Regions from separate parts of the Anser cygnoides genome. Here region 2 is linked to region 1. Evidence: chromatin contacts called from public Hi-C data. All regions are on one chromosome and are shown on one strand. The core of a region is the stretch at or near the end of the contact, and the rest is flanking DNA. Distances in the headings are between cores, read along the strand shown. Region 1 holds the start of FAAP20 (FA core complex associated protein 20). Region 2 overlaps LOC106044615 (a long non-coding RNA gene).

What was found. Hi-C and Micro-C count contacts between places; a contact is called where the count stands out from the background.
Region 2: a contact with region 1 is called in a Hi-C map of liver, with 2.6 times the contacts expected there. The contact joins the enhancer-like site here to the promoter of FAAP20 in region 1. A contact is called at or near these places in 3 of 7 Hi-C or Micro-C datasets (granulosa cells and liver).

Annotation. Positions count from the first base shown.
Region 1 is chr23:6,469,000-6,473,127 of Taihu_goose_T2T_genome, forward strand. FAAP20 (FA core complex associated protein 20) reads right to left here and starts at 2,375. Exons shown (of 4, transcript XM_048067550.2): 1 at 2,241-2,375; 2 at 406-559. The coding sequence starts at 2,344. It overlaps SKI (SKI proto-oncogene), which reads left to right and starts at 2,362. Exons shown (of 13, transcript XM_013194725.3): 1 at 2,362-2,482; 2 at 2,817-2,970.
Region 2 is chr23:6,637,280-6,641,488 of Taihu_goose_T2T_genome, forward strand. The region is part of intron 11 of LOC106044615 (a long non-coding RNA gene); the gene reads right to left. Among named protein-coding and RNA genes, the nearest start is that of RER1, 110 kb to the right of the region's middle. Within about 2 kb of position 1,627, at least 2 of the 3 cell types and tissues checked have open chromatin away from gene starts, as enhancers often do. A contact at or near this core is called in liver, where this site is marked.

The sequences.
Region 1 (4,128 bases), core at 1,125-3,624:
CTTTAGAAGGGCTGTATTTTCTGTTATAATACTGCCTAACGATATCAGAGCACTATAAAGGTCGTCACGGCATGATTAACCTCTCTGTTACAGTTTGCTTTTTCCAGTTTCATTCCTTTAGGCAGGTGCTAATGCTTATACTTACGCAGGTAGCCTCTCCAGGAAAATACTCTGAAGTGCTAAACACTTTGCCATACTGGAGGAAAAAAAAAACAAGCCCAGTAAGTTGTCCTTATACTACATGCCACATAAGGCTCATTCACACTACAATATGTAGAGGCTAAAGAGCTGTCAGCCAACATCTAAAAGCAATTTCAGATCGTTTTTTTCCCCTCTTAACAGCATTCACTGTCCAGCATTTTAAGCACTACACGAAGCGAGGACAACAAGGATACAGCACACTACCTCGACCTTTCCAAAGAACTCTGGAAAACTGGACACTGCTTGCCAACTTGTGCATTGTAAATCTTGACTTATGTTCTTCAGTAGCAAAATCCATGTTTTTTCACACTCATTTAAATCATCTTTTTCAAACCAGGAACTTCTGTCAGCCAATGCCCTGTGAAGAGAGAATCCAATAGTTTGGGGGTGGGAAAGAGAGGAGGAAATACTTCTCATTGCTATTAGTTTGCCTTTTAATTATTTTGATTTACCCCTCCAGTAACTCTGAGGTTTCTTAAGATATAGCTATTCTTGAATATTGCTTTATCAAGGCAGAAGTTTTAACGTTACATTTCCAGTAGCTGATGGTGTATTAACCAGTTCCAGCCCAACTCAATGGCTATGTGTGGTGATCCCTTTCATTAATGGCTAAGCACAATGTTAAGATTTTTATGACTGCAAATTGGTGTAACTCTACCATTTGCACAACACATTTCCATTCTTACCTATTTTCTCTTGATCAAGTAGCACTATATGTGCTAAAATGAGTATTATATTTGACAACTTTAACATGTCAAACCACCAAGAGGTACATAAAAAGTATTTGTCAGTAAGAGTAAGTACACAAACGCAGACTTTTCAGTCTAAAAGAGAGCCAAGGCTCCCTGTAGAGGAAAAAAAATAGCTGTTTATTATACCATTTGTTCACCAAGGGAACCTCTGTCTAGCCTACAGCACGATTTTTCTAGAACACAAATTATTTAGCCCATCAACTCATTTTATAGTCTACCATGACTTATGTAACCATTACAGCTTTCAGTATCACTCAATTTTTAAAAAGAACATCTAAAAGCCTTACTTTCTACTTATAACAAATGAGATATAGGCATTTATTAGTCTTTACTTCCAAGTGAAATAGTTAAGCGTAGGCACGGTGTTTTCTTCTCAAAGACTGAACTTGACACCAGCTGAGCACAGAAATCATGGAGTGTTTGCAGTGAGGAGGGAAACCGCGTTGGTTCCTCTGTGTGCTTGGCTGTTCCCACGTGGCACTCTGAAATTACTGATTAGCTTTCTAAACAACTTGATCTAATCCTTCCTAGGAAGGCATTAGAAAGGATTAACTATAAAGCAAGCATAAAAAGGTTTTTATGTTAGTAATGCTGTATAAAAGCCAATCTGAAGAGAGGGATGGGTTGTCAATGTGGGAATTCTAGTTCCAGTGTTCCCACTTCAACCGTTGCATTTTCGTGGGTCACAGTCCAGGAATGATGCTGCACGATGAAGAAACCACAGACAATTATTACAAGCCATCAAAGAGAGGAGAGAGCAGCCTTTTGAAGCCTGTTTTTGGAAGGGGCGAAGCTGACTGCACACTTGCTCATCCTAACAGGCTGGAACAAGACCTGAACCCTACCTCTTCAATCCTTTTCTCAACCCTCCGTTACTAGAGGGCTGGAAAATAAATAAATAAATGCATAAAAATATTTCTGGTCCCTGTGAGTCTTATTCTGAAGAAAAAATAAATAAATTAATTTTTATAAGCGAGCATTCCTCACAGGCTCCACACTTGGGGGTGCTGCTTGGTGCCAAGGAACGTGCAGAAGGCACAGGGCCCGGCGCACTTTAACGAAGTGCAGTCGACTTAATTTTCTTTAGGACACTTCGGGCGGCGTTTTATGAAGTAACTTTTCACGCTACCAGCAACGTGCTGGCGGCACGACCGCGGCGTGCTCTGAGGGCGCGGCCGCGCTCGACCCTCGGCCGGGGACGTGAGGCTGAGGCGGCCCCGCTGCTCCGCGCCCCCCCCCGCTGTCCCCGCTCCTGAGGAGCCCTTTCCCCGTCCCGCCCGGACTCACTGGCGCCGCCGGGGGGGCTCCAAGCCAGGGCTGGGCTCCCGGCTGTAGGCTGCCGGCGCCTTCCTGGGTTTGAGGCGCAGTTTGGCGGCTCCTTCCTCAGCCATGGCCGCGGCCCGGCCTCCCCGCTCCGTCAGGGGGCGGTGCTGGGCGGGAAGGCACCGCCTCAGCGCTCCCGCTCCGCCATGGGGTCCGCCCTGAGGTGACAGGCGGCCGGCTCGGCTCCTAGTACCCGCAGCTGCGAGGTGCTTGTCCGGCTCTTTAGTGTTGGGTTTAGACCTTAAGTTTTATACGGGAGTAGTGTTTTGGAGATGGGGGGCGCTGGACGAGGCCCGTCCGCGAACGCAGCGTGCTCAGGCCTGGCGGGAATGAGGGAAATGGGGCTTGGGACGAGCCCCACAAAATGGCTGTGGGCTCGGCGGTGTTCCTCACCATCAAATAATTGTTGTACCGACACCAAAGAGCTGTTGGTACGTGGCTGAAGCCAAAATATGCTAATTCAAAAAGTAAAGTAGATTGGGAATGCGTCTCTGATCTAGTTCCTTCGGGAGAAGTGACGCTGCTTGTCTTTTCTGGCAGGAATGTCGCTGGATGACTTGAAATAAAACACGTGTAAGAGCTGAGCCATAACTGGTAGTTTTTGAAGTTGATAGACGCGCTAATCAGGCTGGAGCCTTTCGGAATGCAGCCGGCAGGGAGTAGTCTGTCAGCGCCTTTCTCCGTTCCCCAACAGGTAAAAGGGTCAGAAAGTAACTGCTGATTAAATTCTTCATGATCGTTATGAGAATAATTGTAGTATGAGGAAACAAACATCCCAGTTTTTCTGATAGTAGGCCCTTGTAGGGGGGAGCAGGTACACAGCAATCTTTTTTGTAAAACTTCCTAGGCCCAGATAAGGCCACGTTCCTTTTCCATAACGGAGGGAGAGTTCAGATCTGATTTCACAACAGCAGATCCTAATTGAAGAAGACAAAACAAAAAATATTTTGTTTTGTTTTGCTTTTACTTGCTGGCCTTGGTGACTGTGCTGTAATTCACGTCACACCACTGATAATCGCCACTTGGCGGCAGCAAACAATATGGAAACCTTGCTTTAAAAAAATCTGAGGGGCAGTGAAAGCTTTTTTTTTTTTTTTGACTGAGCTCATTTCTGCAGGGATTTGTACATATTTCTAGGTGTGTGTATCTATGCTAAGGATTGCTTAAGCCACAGGGTTTCTTCCCTTGCTCCTGAGATGTTTGTGTTAGTGTTTTATACATCTTACGACCCCATGCATGCTAGTTTGACGGCCTCTGCTCCTAAATCATGCATTGTACTAACAGGTTTGTTCTGTTAGATGTGACTTTTCCAAAAAGAGACATCCGAAGTGTTGTCTGTTTTTCATGCTGAAGGTGTTGCAGTGTGTTACTGTTAGTACTATGACTCATGCATTATAACATTTGCAAAAGCTTTATTATGGATGAGACTAAAAAATCGGTTATTGTACAAAAAGGGCCACAAGTGAAAGAATATAATAAAACGAACAGTGAAAATTATTACTGTAGCCAATGATTGTAAAAGCAAAAGAAAAAAAAAAAAACTTGCATCCGTAGCAACTGTAGCTTGTAGTTTTTGATTATTTTGTGGATTTGACCAAAAACTTGGTACAGTAAGATTTTTTAATTGTTGTCTGTTTAATACATACCTATTACAGCCTTTGAAGGCAGGCACATTAATTAATGTTGTCATTCTTGTTCTATCTGTTGCTGTAACTACTGTAGATATTAAACTAGTGTTCTAGAAATGTCTGTCCATTGTCTGTACTCAGTATTTTTACTCTGCATCTGTTCAGAATTAATAATGTACTTACTGTAGCAGGAAGGTGAAGTGTAGAACAGGACCTGTTCTCGG
Region 2 (4,209 bases), core at 377-2,876, 170 kb after region 1:
TATAGGTTGCTGAACACAATGTTTCGCTTGTAGCCTATTTGGCAGCTGTAACTAAGAACTGAGGTGGCAGAAAGGAGAAAGTGAAAAACCATGTAAGGCGTTTTAGACCTGATACAAATACTAACTGACTTCATAGTGTTCTGAAGAAAAAGAAATACTGTACATTGTTATTTAACTTCCAGCATACTTATGTCAGATTTAAAATGCGAAGTATTTTATCACAGACTCTGGGCATTTTCAAAACATAACCATATAATGCATACAAAACCACAGATAGACAGCAATCAATCCCAAACACAAAATGAGCAAATCATCAAGACTGTCAGGAAACTTGGACTTGAAAGTTTCATGAACCTTGAGCTTTTTGTAGGTGCAGGCTACTGTGCAAGAGCAGAGGAAAAATCCTCATCAGGGAACTATAAATCCTGCTTGCAGCTTCACCCAGACACTGCTGATTATACCAGCAATGGCATCATACAAAAACGTGCTGGATCGCTACAAAGTCAGATCCTCATTCTTTATGGCTTTCCAGGTCTAACTGACCTCCAGCCGGCAGCTTGCAAGCAACCAGTGAATGTGCTATGGTCATGTGTCCACAACGAAATAGATGTGCTGACAATTTGTTTCTTTATGATGCAGAAGTATAACTTTTAACCGGAATGGAAAGAAGCCCTTAAAAGCAGCTACTTAAGAGTGTCAAGAATCTAAATAAAGTGCTGAATTTGAAAGAACTACATTAATTTGGTTTTAGAGAACAGGGAAAAGATTAATGAAAGACTGTAAGAGATCACCAAGAAATCAAAATGGCACCATCAAGTGCTGTTTTCTCCCAGACTTTTAAATTCCAGGTCAACTCTTGACCCCAGACATGATCTGGGGAAAAGCACAATCCATGGATAAAGGCAGCTTGCTCCATGGCATCTACTGCTGTCCCCAGGAGTTCTGCTGCTTTAAAATAAACAGATGTCACCGTCTTCTCCCAGCAATGTGCTGTGGCGGATTTAGAGGTGCCTGTTCTTCTGGAACCTGAACATCTAGGAAAGACCTATGAGAATGAGGGGGATAAGGACATGGGGGATTTATGCTGGATAGCTTGCTGGAAAGATTGAACATCCACATGCTTAGTTCAAACGACAAACTGAGAGGCATGCCGTGCATTAGAGTACCTGTCTCATCTTCAAGTACGTTGGCAACCTCAGTGTCAGGCAGGGATACTGGTGGGAACCGAACTGCCGTCTCCTTCTCTACAACCCAAATGCAGATTCTAACAGTGTGCTCCAGTCAATCTCACCTGTTGATTCACCTCCTGACAAAGCCCTCGCACGCTCTGCCCCAAGGAGGAGTGGGTCAGGTACTGTCCTCAGCCGGCTCCCAGCACGCGGCCTGTCTGCGGGGACAGCACTGGGCAAGTGAGCCGTGGGCATTTCATGGGTGTTCCCTTTCAACCTGGCACCGCATGGCAACTTTTCAGAGTAGGAAGTTCCTTCCTTGCAGGCAGCTTCTCTGCTCTCAGAGCCAAACCAAGCACAACCCAGGCTTCCTTCTAGGGAAGGGCCTTTGTGGCGGCTCCGCTACTTCCTTGTCACACAGCTCCCCGTGCACAACCAGCTTCCAAACAGCTGCGGCCTTTCTTCCATCCCCTCGGCAGCAGCGAGCCGACACCCCCGTTAGCCAAGAAATGTCACCGCTCCGACGCCTCCCGCTGCGGGGCGAGGGCGGGGAAGGGGGGAAGGGGAAGGAAGAAGGGGAAGGAAGAGGCCCCGCCGCCGCCTTTTCGAGCCCCGCCACACGCGGGGACCTCGCTCCCCGCCGGGGGCTGCGGGGGATTCCCCTCAGCGAGATGGCGGCAGGGCGACGGGCCGGGGCCCCGCCGAGGTGCCTCAGCCCCGGGGCCCCGCCACGGGCGCGGAGGGACGGGGCCGGGCCTCGGCGCCCCCTGGCGGGCGGCTCCGCGGCCCGGCGCTGAGGGAGCCGCGGGCGGGCTGAGGCAGCGCCGCCGTGTCCCGGCCCCGCGGAGCCCCCGGCGGCATCGCCCCTCGAGGCCCCGGGGGAGGGACGGGGCCGGGCCCCGCTTGTGGCTCCCGCTGCGGCCGCCGCCACCCCGCGGCCGCGTTGTTCCGCACTGAGGAGCCGGTGGCAGTGCCGCGGAAACGTCCCACCGCCATTTTAAGCACCTGCCACTTCCCAACCCAAATGGATGCAGGAAGCAGAGCAGCTCGGCCTTGGTGCGCGGCCCAACTGCAGGGTGGTGCCCTGACAAGAGGTCTCACGTCAGGCCTCGTCTCTGGCACAGGTCCCGGCACTGAGGCTCTCCCCTAACAGCTTTCAAAGGACTAAAAACCCTCGTGCAGTCAGAACAAGTGAAAAGCAGGGAAAATCCTTCCAGTGCAGTTCACTGCCCCAGCCCCTTGACTGGGATTTGTTTTGTCTTGCTGCGGTCAGGGCTAAGCTGTTGAACACGGCCGTCCCCGCAGTGTGCATTTCGAGTGTCAGCAGCCCCCAGTGGGGTTCTGAGTGACTCACTGGCATATGTCGGCTCCGCTGCCTGCCAGATCATTAGACCATGAATACCTTTTTATTTATTAGTAAAGCTTCCACAGAATAAAGAAGGGACACTGACAAACAAACAGCATCAGTAGCCCCAGCCCTTCTCCCCCTCTTCAGAGGCCGAACTATTTGTTTGAAGTGGGACGCAGCGTTTTATCACTTAGAGATTGCAAGTTCGATTGTGAAGCCTGGTCTGATGGCTGGCTGGATAATTTGTCTCTCGGCTCTGAGAGAAATGATGGAAGTCAATTTGACAGCTGTGAGGCTCCCCAAGGATTCCAGACCCAAAGTGCACAGAGCAGTGACAGACATGGCAGCGCTCTGAATATCAATGAAGCTCTGCCTGGGAATAATGCTGAGGCAATACAAATTGCACATGTTCAGCTGGAAGGTTATCACTATCATTATAGTTATTAATTATTGTTATTATTACTTCTATTATTAAGACATAAAGAAGCCAAAAGCTCCTCTTGGTCTCATAGAAAAGAGATGAGTTCCCAGCTCTGACCTACACACTGCCCTCAGTTTTGTGCAACCACATCAATGTAAATGGAGCTACAGAGGGTTAAGAATATCCAGCACCACAAAAAGCTACAAAGCTTTCTGCTTCTTAGAAAAGGAATAGGACTTGGACTGAGACCAGGGATGAAACGGACTCATTTTGGACCTAACTTGCCTGTGTCTCGTACTGAGTGCTGCAAGTGAAAACTCGAGCATTTTCTCACAGTAATGGTAGCTGGCCTGTGGATCTGTAAGCGATTAGACAAGGTGCAAGGCAAGGAAGATGAGAAAAAAAATGCAAGAACAAAGTATAGGCAGTTCTTCTGGTGTGCATTCAGACCGACAGCACAAATCTATTGAGCTGGTAACTGCAGGATATAGAACAGAATTTGGCCCTAAATATCTATCAGACTGCATTTTGTTAGCTTAAAGTAATAATATGCCAGTCCTTTTACTTGGCTTCTTGGATGAGTGTCAATAAAACTGAATATCCTTTTTTTGCCACTTGCAAATACAGGTGACTTCATGTGAAAGACAGTGTAGATTCTTTGCTTATTCCAACTTCTTAGGCTTTCCTTGGAAGTCTTGGGCAGTTAGCCCAAATGTCATTAAATTTGAAGTCAAATGCAGAATAAAAAAGAAGTATAAGCTTCAGTTTCATACTCAAAACTTTTTTTTTTTTTTGCCATAGAAAAGAATAGAGGTCATTTAAAGCAATATACTAGAACATGCTTATGTAGCAAATTTATCCCCCCAAAAAATAGATTTACAAGGGAGACTAAACTCAGTGGCAACACCATCAATTCAGTGAAAAGAAGCACAATTGTTTGACTAAAACTATGGTAACTGTACAGATATAACATGCAATCCTGCTTTATTAAATGAAACCTCTAGTGAATCTGTTATCACCATAGTAACACTGTAGTTATGACATGGAAACATGCTGAACTACAGTTTGATATTAACATCTGGTTAGCATCTGCACAGTTTCTTATTCACATTACTAAAATTATAATCCAAGCAGAGCAAAACTTAAGTAAAACTACAGCTTGAAGGCCAAATTCTAGTCTCGGGTGCATTATATTTAACATGCAGGTCCATGATATGTACCCTATATCTGGATTTACAATTAGAGTCTTGGTATGGTATTTAGAGGCTAGT